Linked DNA regions of Mus musculus: region 2 is linked to region 1. The links are chromatin contacts, called in public Hi-C maps. All regions are on one chromosome and are shown on one strand. The core of a region is the stretch at or near the end of the contact, and the rest is flanking DNA. Distances in the headings are between cores, read along the strand shown.

What was found. Hi-C and Micro-C count contacts between places; a contact is called where the count stands out from the background.
Region 2: a contact with region 1 is called in a Hi-C map of tail fibroblasts, with 5 times the contacts expected there. The contact joins two enhancer-like sites. A contact is called at or near these places in 1 of 15 datasets of contacts at CTCF or cohesin (the NIH/3T3 cell line), 5 of 484 Hi-C or Micro-C datasets (cortical neurons, embryonic fibroblasts, muscle stem cells and 1 more), 2 of 115 datasets of contacts at active chromatin or transcription factors (the NIH/3T3 cell line and neural progenitor cells) and 1 of 9 other capture datasets (liver).

The regions. Positions count from the first base shown.
Region 1 is chr5:31,757,171-31,760,085 of GRCm38.p6, reverse strand. The region is part of intron 3 of Babam2 (BRISC and BRCA1 A complex member 2); the gene reads right to left. Among named protein-coding and RNA genes, the nearest start is that of Babam2, 61 kb to the right of the region's middle. Within about 2 kb of position 1,630, at least 50 of the 459 cell types and tissues checked have an H3K27ac peak or open chromatin away from gene starts, as enhancers often do. A contact at or near this core is called in the NIH/3T3 cell line, embryonic fibroblasts, muscle stem cells and 1 more, where this site is marked.
Region 2 is chr5:32,054,414-32,057,287 of GRCm38.p6, reverse strand. The region is part of intron 10 of Babam2 (BRISC and BRCA1 A complex member 2); the gene reads right to left. Among named protein-coding and RNA genes, the nearest start is that of Gm40277, 35 kb to the left of the region's middle. Within about 2 kb of position 1,442, at least 30 of the 459 cell types and tissues checked have an H3K27ac peak or open chromatin away from gene starts, as enhancers often do. A contact at or near this core is called in the NIH/3T3 cell line, embryonic fibroblasts, muscle stem cells and 1 more, where this site is marked.

The DNA of each region.
Region 1 (2,915 bases), core at 381-2,880:
GAATAACTACAGCTTGATTGGACAACAAGATTTGAAAATCTGAACTTTTTACAACTTAAATCAGCTGTCTAGCTTTGGAAATAGACTAACGTAAACCAAAAGAGTTGTCTGTCAAAATAAATAACACTCTAAAGCAAATATACAATAACCAGCTTTCTTTCAAATGATTATAACAATATAAAATATTAAAAATACTAGGAAACAGGGAACACTAGAACCCTAACATAATAATACGGGTCACAGTGTTGTTTCTCCTATGAATAATAGTAATCATATTACTTTTTTAGAAAATCAGCTTTTTAGAAAATAAGCAGAATTGGTATGGGCTGGTGGGGGGACAGCTGTTAGGTTTGGAAGAAAAGGAAGGAGGAGGGAAGGAAAAGAGGGAGGGGAGGGAGAAAGGAAGAAGGGAGGGAAGGAAGGAAGGAAGGAAGGAAGGAAGGAAGGAAGGAAGGAAGGAAGGAAGGAAGGAAGGATAGACAGACAGATGGACTCATGGACAGAAGTTAGGTAAGTGACTCTAAAAATGTTTTGGTCCCTTTCCAAAAGTTTTTAAAAAAAAAAAAAAAAGCATGCCAACTTCCGGTGTATAGAGTATATGATCAGACTGCTGTTCAGTTACTTAAACAGCAAGGTCAGTGTAAACACTACTAGACTGGAATACATTCTCAAATACAATCTGCATCCATGTTGTTGCTTTGATCCCTCAGCTATTTCCTACAGCATATCCTGCAACTAAGTTGTTACTACTTCCCGCAATGTGTTTAATGATGGACATTATGAACTAATCCCGTTCTTCTCCTTTGCCTTCTGTCTGAGTTGAGTGTTTTTCCTCTGACACATGTTCCCACCAGGAAACACTACTTCACCAGAGCCAATAAAGAAACAAAGAGAATAGAGTAGAACCCTCTAAAACCATGGGTCACAATAAACCATTTCTCTTTATAAGTTAATTTCCCTGCAATTTGTTAAAGTAAAAAAAAAAAAAAAAAAGCAGTCCCCAATCAGATGTCAGTCAGCCTCCTACCACCTTTCCCAGCTGCTGTGCAGAGGAGAGCCTCAGCAGCCAGTACTCTTTATTTCCTATTCAGCCATACCAGGATGGTTCTCCCACCATGAGCAGCTGACTCTGGGGACTTCCTCTTCCTGACTTCTACAGGGAAGTGCGCACTGTTAGCGCATTGTGATAAGGACAGAACTCACTTCGGAACAAGCCACAGGCAAAAGTAAAAAGTAGCAGATGCAGATCTGCGCACCAGGTCCCTGCCTGCCCAGACCGTGACCTGGATCACTCCCATGCACAAAACAGGAGAGCAGGCCCTGGGAACGCTGCTGGGATTAAAATGAGATCATACAAGTAAATCTAGGTTTGGAAAATAGAGAATACAAGTTGATTATAAATACTTCTTTCTAATTCCTAGCTGAATTATACAAAGCAGAAATTTAAGGCTGATGTGGCATAGTTTGACACACACAAACAACACTTGCCAAAAAAATCAGGAGAAATAACCACAGAATGCTAAATGAGGGGGGGGGAAAACCACACCAATGTTTCTTGAGTTCTGAGTTCATTGTTCAACAATGAGTCTTTTGCTGACTCCACACACAGACATGAGCCAGAGCACCCGGAGCAGTCAAACCTGCACACAGAGGATGGTCCTAGGCAGGGTTAGTGCCTCACTCCCATACAACAGTGCCTGAAAGACCGTGCACAAGTCCACACCTCCATAAACCGTGGAAATCAGGCACTTTCCTGTGGAATTTATGAAAAAAAGCTGAATAAAACTATCTATTGTCAAACAGCTCTGAAATGCCCAATTAACAAAAGAAAAACATGTCTTTTACGGTATGAAGGATAGTTTCCATTCTCAGGTGACAGATCTAAACAATGAATCTAACAATAAAGAAAAGCAAGCTCAGAAATACAGAGGCTAACATGGAGAAAAACTGAAATGAATGAAAAATTTTAATGCTTTAAAACAGCAATGAAAATATAAAACCCTTCAAAAATAGATATAAGAAAATGCTTTTGAGAAACATTAAATATAAAATACAAATAGTCTACTACTCAAGTGGAAAGCTAAAAAGCTCTAGCCAGTGCTTGTAGGAAGCTAACGGGGGATGGGAGGAGGAAGGCAGCAAAATTAATAATCAATTTGTCAAAGCAACATGTTAGTTGTAGTTTTTCTGATTATTCAAGTTTCGGTTGACAAAGAACAAAGGCAGCCATATTTCAGCCAGGAAAGTTACTGAAGTCAGAAATAAACAAAGCAAGAAGGGTCTGTAGGAGAAAGCTATGCGCAGGGGCTGCTAGATGAAGGAAGGGTGGAGAACGGAGAGAAGCACATGTCTCCAGGGTCACTCCAATGCAGTAGAAAAAATAAATAAATAAAACCTATGAAATGGGGATGTGGTCTTACTAACCATCATAGAAGTGGAAATTAAAACAACATTGAGATCTCAACCCAAAGAGAATAGCAGTCATTAAGAGAAAAACAACAGGGGCTGGAGCCATGGCTCAGTGTGAAGAGCATTTACTGCTCTTGCAGAGAACCTGGGCTGAATTCCCAGCACCACATGGCAGCTCACAACCATCTGTTACTCCAGTTTCAGAGGATCAATGCCCTCATTGATCTCTATGAATATGAGGCATGCCTATGGCACACATCTATACATGTACGCAAAACTCTCATACATATAAAAATAAAGTAATTAATAAATCTTTAAGAAAAGAACAAATACTGGTGAGACTGTAGCAGAAAGAAACTCTAAAAATGTAAAGTAATAAAAAAAAGTAGTAATTAAAAAAAATGGTGAGATAGAGGTGTTGCGATACACTTCAACACCAGAATACAGCAGGTTTCTCTTACAAGGACAGAGACTATCTTCTGACTACAACTGATAAAGGAAATACT
Region 2 (2,874 bases), core at 193-2,692, 300 kb before region 1:
ATGTTTTTGGCTAACTCAGAATGCTGGGTACATGACAATTGGAGCCACAAGCACCGATTGAGGTTTGGATCAAAGCAATGGCATGAGGGACCACAGAAGCCGTGACACATGCAGAATCTTAGGCATAACCAGAATGGCGTCCCACACTGTCCGACCTCCTGGGCCCTGGCCTTGCCCATTGCCATTGCAGAGCTAGCCATGTAACTGTGTTAAGTTTCCATTATGCCATACGCTTTTCAAGGGCGGGACTGTGTCTTCCTCACCTACAATCTGATGGGGGAGCAGGATGAAAGATGGTTTTCAAGAACAAACTTGGAAAAGGGACAAAGAGGGCTTTGATAGGATGCACCAACTAGACTTCCAGAAAAATAAAATTATCATTCTGCTTCCAATCAAGTCGTGAAATCTCCATACTCAGCACTTTCCTTTTTTTCCCACATATGTTACCACATATATTTATATCTTGTAAATCAGAGGGAGCTCCTTAGTGGGCCGCAACAGGGGCAAATCTGAACAGAGACTCTGCTGCTGCCCATCAGAGCTGAGCCCAAGCCCCCTGCTAATATGTAGTGTTGCTTTAGCATTTCATTTGGGGGTTAAGTCAAGTTTTTAAAATAAAATCTCTTGTTAGTTTTAGTGGAGGCAAAGCATCCCCAGAAACTGTTTCAACATTCTCTGAGGTAGACAAAGTTTGTGTAAATGTTACCCATTTCCAGGACAGAGAATAGGCACATTAACAAATGCAGTAATGATGTGTATAGATTTTCTAGCTTTGCAGAGTTCATTTTAGATGCTTTGTTAATTAAAACTTCAAGAAAGGGACATTATTTTGAAACTGTGTGTTTAACAGCTGAGTAAACTAGAAAGTTCGTGGACTTTGTCAACTTTCTCATAGACTGGGCAGCAGCAGGGGACAAAATCTAAAGCCAGGATTGGAATCTTTGGCTCCTACTGTGTGACACTGCAGAATACTCTCCAATAACCTGCTTAAAATTGTGTTGCAATTACAACTCAGTCAGTAAGCCAGAGCCTCCACTGTAAAGCATGAACAAGGATGGAAATGTTAGCTGCACAAACAGATACATATTAAAGCAACATGTAAGGATGCTGTGGAGTGCAGTCCTACCCCTCCCCTCCTCTCCCCTTCTCTCCCCTCCTCTCCCCTCCTCTCCCCCTCCCTCCCTCCCTCCTTCGGTGCATACTGCTGATCCTAGCGCTTTCCCTAGATGTGACTTCTCAAAGGAAAAGTTAGCTTCATGGTTTTTGTTTTTGTTTTTTTAAAGAAATCTCCCAACAATAACTCACTGCCCCCCCAAAACCAAAACCAACCAACCAACCAGCAAAAACCTGTGTTGTTGGTAGAGCCTCTCAGACTTCTGAGTGTACCCGACTCTGACGATGTCTGACTCAGTGGCACAGGGGGTTTCTACTGGTGACTCACACCACTACCAACAAAAAGGGGCAGGACTGAGAATGACCACTTTTTAGTCACATTTCTCAGTGCCACAGTATGATAGCCTCCATACATGGCTATTTTTATGAAACAGAGATTGTATAACACAGAACAACAAAAGTATGAAAACACCAATCCAAATGACAAATACCTCAATTTAGAAAATCCTTGTAGGTCCTTCCCTATAGCAGGCTTGGTCTGTAACATCCTTGGCTACTCGGAACAAACACTGATTTCTAACCCTGTTACGTCCTTTCTGATGCTCATTTAATTCCCTCTGATAAGTTTTTAGGAACAAATGCCTGTTCATTGTACACTTTTCCTCAACTTCAATTGCAACTGCTGAGTAACACCCGAGTTTCCAAATAGGAAACAACATTCAGATTAACCTCCAAACCGATCATTAATAATAGAAAAGTATTTAACATGCTAGTTTACCTATGAAAAAAGAGTAATTTTAAATAAAAGAATTCAATGCAATCATTTATAAACAGCCATCACTCACTATCAAAAGTAATGTAGCTATGACTACAGGCTATGTGGCTTTCAAGCTACTGGCTTTGGGGACTTTAGACTACATTTTTCTAAAAAAAAAAAAAAAAAAAAAAAGAAGTGTGTGTGCGTGAGTGCGTGAGTGTGTGTGCGTGAGTGTGTGAGTGTGTAAGTGTGTGTGAGTATATGTGGATGTAAGTACATGTGTCAGTGCTTGTGCTTGTGGTGGTCAAAGGAAGATGTCATTCTAAGGAATGGCATCCACCTTTTTGAGAAAGGATCTCTCCAGTGGCCTGAAGCTCACAGTTGGACGAGGCCAGCTGGCCTACGCCTGAGCATCCCGTGCATCGGCCCTTTCAGCTGGGATCACAAGCACAGGTCACAACGCAGAGCTTTTAATAGGGATCGAACTCAGGGCTTCTTGCTAGTACTTTATGGACTGAGCCATTCTCCCAGTCCCCTGAAAAAAGAAACTTTTATACAGGTCTTGGTTTAGTGCTCTGGCTGGTGCCAAACTCCTGGGCTCATGAGATCCTTTGGCCTCTGACTCCAGAGTATCTGGGACATAGGTATACACTCCTGCATCTGGCTGGAATGCCTTCTAATCTTTTTTCCCACGATTTTGTTTTGCAGAAGTGAGTTGCTGGTATTAGTATTTGATATGTTTAGAAATATATTATTTCCTAGTTTTGAACTATTTTCTTTGACTCAAATGCCAATTAGTATTAGAAACATTAAAAACCAGAAATATCTATTTACCCACTCAAGTAAGACATGATTTTTGTTTTTACTTAAATATCAGCAAGCTCTATACTGATGTATATCATAATCCCCCAAAGCATTCATTACATGATCCTTTTTTGTCTCCAGAGAACAGCATGTCCTTATAGCCAATGTTCAAATCAAAACACTTCCTGTATCACAACTGG